2 separate regions of the Gossypium hirsutum genome follow, and region 1 is linked to region 2. Evidence: chromatin contacts called from public Hi-C data. All regions are on one chromosome and are shown on one strand. The core of a region is the stretch at or near the end of the contact, and the rest is flanking DNA. Distances in the headings are between cores, read along the strand shown. Region 1 overlaps LOC107936639 (a long non-coding RNA gene). Region 2 has its middle 41 kb from the start of LOC107947737.

Region 1 (3,441 bases), core at 774-3,273, 790 kb after region 2:
ATGCTCGTGAGTTACTAGAATGAGCCAGTATGAGTAATGTTAAATCAGTTCCTACCCCGATGGTGAGTGTTCCTACATTTTCCTCACTTTCTAGAACAAAGTTGCCAGATTGCACTTTGTATCATCAGGTTGTAGGTGGTCTATAGTATTTGTGCTTGACATGACCTGATATTTCTTTTATTGTTAACAAGGTCAGCTAGTATATGCACTCTCCTTATGATGTTCACTAGTGTGTAGTGAAATGAATTCTGTAATATGTTAGAGGAACTCTTGATTTTGGGTTGAATTTTTAACCATCTACAGTTACTTTGACAGGGTTCTCAGATACAGATTGGGCCAACTCATTAGAGGATAGAAAATCCATGTCTAGATATTGTGTGTATCTTGGAGCTAATCTTATTGGTTGGTCATCCAAAAAGCATAATGTAATATCTCATTCCACAACTGAGGTAGAATATCAAAGTCTAGAAGATGCTACTTCTGAGCTTGCGTGGTTTCAGTCTTTGCTTGCAGAGATTAGGGTTGTCTTTACTGGAGTGCCAACAATTTGATGTGATAATGTGAGTGTTGGATCTCTCACAGCAAACCATGTTCTTCATGTTTGAGCCAAACATATTGAAATAGACTTGCACTTTGTTTGTGACAAAGTTCTGCAGACATTCTTACTAAACCATTAACCGTTAAGAGTTTTCAACGCTTTTGAGATCAACTTACTGATGTAGCTCTTACTGATTTTTCAAAAGAAAGTAGGGAGGATATCAACTAACAATTTTTAGTTAGGTAGTTCAACACAATTAGCAGTTTCTGAGTTTCTTTTAATTTGTTACGTTAGTTACTAAGCTACTATCTGTTGTATATAAAGCTACTGATGACTTGAGATATACAAGCAATTATGATTGATTTTTTGATATGTACTCTTGTTAATTTCTAATATACCCATGTTTTGCGTGACTCCAATTGTGCAAAATGCCTTTTAGAAACTAATCATACCATTGACGACTTTGAGGACTTTTTCAGTTTTCCTTGAAATCAGTGGGTAATATGGAACCTCAAAAAAGTTGGAGGTATTGAGGTTGCGAGGGTCAAATGGTTTACTTTGTTTCTTATTGTCTTTTGGATGGTTTGGAAAAATTGGAATGATTATGTTTCCAATGAAGCTCATAGTAACCAAAGGCATACTCTAGTGGCGCGAATGGCTTGGGCTCGCAAACATTATGTTCACAAAAAGTAATTAGAGTATTATGGTTTGAGGATATACTCATGCTTCTTGGTAATCTTCATAGGAAGGTTGGATCAAACTTAATACAAATGTATTAATGGATATTGATATAGGCTCTTTTGTGATTGGCGGTATCTTGAGGGATTCGAATGCTTACTGGATTAGTAGTTTTTCTAAAGGGTTGAGGATTACTACCATCTTCCAAGTGGAAGCTCATGCTTTTTTTATGGGTTGTTAGTACTTGAGGAAGTGATTTTGTAAGGTAGAAGTTTAATGCTCTCTTGATCAGTCTTGTGTGTAGCAAGTATGCATCCTATCATGTTTTAGCTGATGCGTGACAAATCCAAAAACTCTGCGTTATTTAGATAGGATTAAGAGTAATAGTCGTTGATGATAAGTATTTAGAGAATGATCCCATTACTATTTGTTATAATATGTATAATTGTGTGTACGAAATTCGAGCAACACCAATTCAATTAAGGTTTATATAAATATAGATATGAATACAAATATCTATTTTTGTTAAAAAAACAATACAAATATTAAATTTTGTTACAGTTCCACTTGATTGATGATTTCAATATTATGCTTTTATTCATTATAAAAGTTAAAATAAAATAAATTCATAATTCATAAAAAATAGAAAATAGAAAATGAAACCCATGAGGATTAGCTCAAGCTCAACGAAAGTGGGTTGAATCTCGGAGTTCAAATCTCTAAGAGGGATCGTATCATTTATTACTCCAGCCTCTTTAGTTGGCTGAAATAGCAATGCATTACAACATAATTCAGTGGGCCCATCACCAAACCATTGTTTGGTTGGTTGTAATAAGCTATTTCAGCCAAATTCCATTATGGGTTTATTCAACTGAAAATGCATCACACCATTCAGTATTCAGGACATGGGTTGTATAACAAATTAGCCAAGGTTTTCATTTTACCCTCACTATTCTCCTTTCTTTCCCACTTCTTAAATCCTTGATTTTTTTTCCGTGTTTCTTCCCCAGCTTAATCTCTTCTACACTTAATTTAAACATTTTTTTAATCACATTTCCTTCTAACCCTATCTGCATCACACACCAAAACTCTTTTTCTCTTCAAATTGGAAATTCTTGATAGCTTAATCCACTGAAAAAAAAAAAGGTGAAGCATTTTTTGAGTCGTCTCGCAGGATCCAAGATCCGGTAAGTTTTAATTTGGATCCAAATTTCAAATCCCCTAGATCTGTACATGTTCTTATAATGGGTTTTGGTTTATAGATCTAATCTCCCAATTCTTAGTTTATTTGATACTCTTTTATCAAATTGTAAACCTTTTGCATTAATATGAATCTTTTATTTTTCAGTAGTTTCTGTTGAAATTGCTATTTTATGTTATTCATTGTTACTTTTTTTTATTGTGTATATGGATGTACTGCTTTTAAAGTTGATTTCAATGGAATTATTGTATAATTGCGCTTGTGGGTTCTTTTCTGGATTTTTACTATTTCAATGTACCTATATTAGATAATGGCTAAAAGAATTGCATACAACTCCGTTTTCAATATTTCATTTCTATTATCTTCTAATGTAACATGTTTCATCTTTGTTTCTCTTGATTGGGTGTCAAATATTGGTCCTTTATGTTCCTAAAGATCCTGTCATTTTTGAAACAAGGGAAGAAACAGAGTTAAATAATGAACTACAACGAACGATGATGAAGATCCTTGAAGATGAGGATTGTGTATTGTGAGATAAATAATTATGCATATCAAGGTATGAATTAATTAATTGAATTCGAATAAAATTCAAGGATTTACAAGTTGGCCGATTAATGTTCAATTATAAACCATCTAATTCATCAGTAAAACAACAAAAAAAAGTATAGAAATGAAAACTAGTCCCTACTCACAATCAGTGCTACATAACAGGCTTTCTATGCTTCAACCATTACTGCCATTTCAATCCTTTTATAGCTACAATGACAAGTCCAGCATATATATCGCTCAACTCAACTGATAGATCTTTGATTGGAAATTGATTAAAAAAAATGCCTTCAATTGATTACAAGTTTGCAGTGAAGCCTTCATCTCTTAAGAAGGTACCTTCAATTTGTATGTAGGATCGAAGGCAGTGTTATGGGCCAAAACAGAAATCAGGACATTTAAGGAGCTAAGTAGAATGGTGCATTGACTCTTGTACTTAAAATTGACTTTATTTGATTCGCTCTTTCTGCTTTTTGGA
Region 2 (3,704 bases), core at 31-2,530:
ATCAGTTCTACGAAAAAATAGAACAGATATCCAATAAAGGAAGATATTTGCAGGCAAAATGGCCTTAGACCGGAATTGCATAGACTACGAAGTCACATCACAACATACCATTCCTGCATTTGTTAATAAAAGGAAAAAAAAAAACACTTGACCAACAATATTGTACTCATATCACCTGTTAAGATAGTATAAAAATTGAACTCAAAAGAACTCTGCGAAACATTTTAACAAACCTATATCGAGACACACATTGATGACAGCAAAACTAAAAAAAAAAATCCATTAATCCCAATTTACACTTACAATCCAAATTATCTTTCCTTTTTTTTCCCACAGTATCGAACTTGCAATTTATTTTCCTGTACAATTCAATTTCAAGAAGAAAGGAAAAGCTTTAACGCATAAGGCACAGCTAAAACTGAGTTCACCTCAAGAATATTAGCGCAGACAGTAGCAGCAATGGCCTTGGCGGCATGAACATTCTCGCCAGCGATTATTGTCAAGTTAGTAATAATTGGTTTCGAGTTAAAAGTAAGCTCAGCTAACGCCGTCTTATACTGGCTAACTAACTCTTGCTGCTGGTGGTGTTGCTGCTGATGTGACACTGGCTGTGGTTCGTAAGCTCCACCGTCGGCAAGGGTCAAATCATTGGTGCCGGAGTCATTGGACCGGAATCTCAAACCAGAGGCGGGACCAACTGGGTTCGCTCGTTGAGAAAAAAGCCGGATATTAGGGTTTGAAGTGAGGTCTTCAGTTAAACGTGGTTTTTTCAAACCAGGTTCTCTTGATCTATCAAATGATCTACGCGGATTCTCCATATAAGCAAATAGAAAACCCTAAATTCCTAAATCGATAATCACTCTTATTTTCATGTACAGTCAAAGTAGCAAATCAAATTACCAAAAAGGGGGAAAATTACAATATTACAATAGCCTAAATCGAATCTCTAAAAAACCTCCAAAACCTTATACAATAAGGGAACAAAATAAAACCCTATGGATTATCATATACAACAAAAAAGAAAAAAAAAAGGAAGAAGACTTCTAATTCTAATTTCATTTCCAATTATAATTCTATCTTCTAAAGATAAAGGAGCAGAGAATTCCGATCAAAAAGAAAATGCAGAGAAATTATTTTTAGAAAGAAGAATTTGAAAGTAGAGGGAGAGAGGCCGGGTGAGATTAAGAAAGAAAGAAGGTTAAAGGGTTTAATTGTAAATATGGAGATTGATTGTTAATATATAGGTTAGTCCAGAAGGTGAGTTGGAGGGTTTAAAATTTGAAACGGATTTTTTTTTTTTAAAGGTAAGGACTTTATTTTATGGCCTTCTTTGGGCCCTGTGAATGATAATTCCAAATCAACCCAACAATTATTTGTAAATAGATCTCACAATAATATCAATATTTACTAATTATTGAGTTTGTATGACATATTAATACTCAGTTAGAAATTTATTAAACATTATTTTATTTATTAACCAATAAAAATTTATTTATAATGAGATTCGAACCAAGTACACGGTGTGTTCTTTTCATTTACCATCTAAACTAAAGCAATATCTTTATTCTTATATGAAATTTTAATAAATATATTTTTATATGTATTTTTATATATTTGTGATTATGTTTCGTTTTACTCACAATTTAGTTTAATTTTTTTCATTTTAATTACGTACATATTTCATGTATTACTATTAATTAGTTCCAAACTGTACATATTATTATTTATTGTATGTTATTTTTAAACACACATTTGTATTCCAAATACGTGATTTTCGTATACATATGCATGTGATAAGATTTCTAGTATTTATTAAATATATTTCACAATATGTAGGGTGAAAAAAGTATTGAATTATTTGCAATTTGTGATGTTAACAAAATTCAAATTTTCCATCAAAGTAAAATATCCGCATGGAAAAACATATACGTTCTAAACATAAATGAAACTTCATGTAGCACCCTATACTCGAATCGATCGTCGAGTATAAGCTATAATATGTTACATTCGTTTCTGGAGCAATTCCGATCAATTACAAATAAATTTCATCATTATTCATTAATTTATAAGTATTAAGAGCGTAAAACATGATATATATTCATTTTCGTGTCATATACGAGCTTATGAAAACTCAATACCATCCCAAGATCAAACTAGGACTAAAATGAAAAGTTTTCAAAGTATGCTAGGTGCGTGTTGAGACTTTTAGGACTTTGTGTTGTGAAATTGAAGACAGTAACCAAGCTTCCTAACTTGAGGATCAAATTGCAAAGGTTTTAAAATAAAACAGGACCGATGTCGCGACCTTAAGCAGGAGACGTCGCAACAAGATAGCCTAACGTTGAGACATTTAATGTGTGAATTCGTGACATCCATAGTAGAATACTAATCCCCTATTTTCCAATGATAACAACTCAACATACATAACGACCATTGGCCTTAAGGCTCCAATTCAACTATTTCAACATTCAAACTTACCTAAAACATAGTTACCCAAGCATCAATATAAATTACGTACATGATTATAAACAAACTCACATATTCACATCTTATATATACACCATTTTTGACCATTTTTAACATTGAGTAAAAGATCCCTAGGTACATCCCATTGATATTGATAAAATGGAAAGGACTATACAAACTTAGGTTGTCGATGCTACCCTCTAGATGTCGACTGCACTTCCCTGGGGCTTTGAGAATATCTGTACCTACACACGAAACAAACAAATTGTTTGTTGAGCAATCGGCTCAGTGGTATATTTATGATTCAAGATACATTTAACATAAGCATTAACATATATGTTTCATATATGTACTGAATATCTAACCAAATCATGTTCCAAAGTGCCAACCATTTTCTGTCATCAATCTATGTGCCTAAGCATACTAAAACATTATCAACCAACCTATCCAACAATGCATATAAATGACTAATTCTAATGTGTTTAACATTTACCAATCATTCAATACATATCAAGAATCAAACACACAATTAGTTAACTTTACCACATGCTATTAACACTATGCTATTCATGTTCCACGGCAATAATCTCTTTTACTTTGATTTTATACCATTCAACTCATTTATGGAGTCTATCGACTCATTCGCATTCATTTCGGTCTCGAGGGCTCATTTTCTTTTATTTTGCTCAATCAGTTGTATGATTTCAGCATTCCACTCACATTTTAGCATAATTTAGTCCAATGACATCAATTGTTATCACATTCATATCGTTTACCAAACTTACATTTTGCAACCCTTATTAACCTGACTCAGGTTCAGACTAATACTCGAATTATCCTACTAACATGCCAAACTGGCACCAAAGTCCATCATCGGATAAACAGAAGTAGGGTAATTAGCACGTAATGTGCATACTGGCGCATGAAGTGCATCATGGCACACGAGGTGCACATATACCTAATGTCTAACTATATCCTACTTAGCCTGACTAAGTAACAAGGTACCAATTTTTAATCCCATTTACACTTTAGTACAATTATCATTTCTCAATCATTTTCACTATCCTAATCCAATGATTAACATATCACATATACCTAATGTCATGCAATACATTTTTACCCAATTCCATAACACATATCATATTTCAAGCTATTCATGTTATTTTACATTTTATTCATTTTAGTCATATTTCCCGTCAATTCACATTCAAGCTTAATCCAAAAGCTCATATTATCAC

The links. A called contact is a pair of places that touch in the nucleus more often than the background predicts.
Region 1: a Hi-C map of leaf shows a contact between it and region 2, with 1.8 times the contacts expected there. The contact joins two enhancer-like sites. A contact is called at or near these places in 2 of 34 Hi-C or Micro-C datasets (both in leaf).

Annotation. Positions count from the first base shown.
Region 1 is chrA04:59,381,303-59,384,743 of Gossypium_hirsutum_v2.1, forward strand. LOC107936639 (a long non-coding RNA gene) reads left to right here. Exons shown (of 5, transcript XR_005925633.1): 3 at 1-62; 4 at 316-2,403; 5 at 3,320-3,441. Among protein-coding and RNA genes, the nearest start is that of LOC107936639, 5.6 kb to the left of the region's middle. Within about 2 kb of position 2,024, at least 7 of the 9 cell types and tissues checked have an H3K27ac peak or open chromatin away from gene starts, as enhancers often do. A contact at or near this core is called in leaf, where this site is marked.
Region 2 is chrA04:58,590,746-58,594,449 of Gossypium_hirsutum_v2.1, forward strand. It overlaps the pseudogene LOC107948124. Among protein-coding and RNA genes, the nearest start is that of LOC107947737, 41 kb to the right of the region's middle. Within about 2 kb of position 1,281, at least 6 of the 9 cell types and tissues checked have an H3K27ac peak or open chromatin away from gene starts, as enhancers often do. A contact at or near this core is called in leaf, where this site is marked.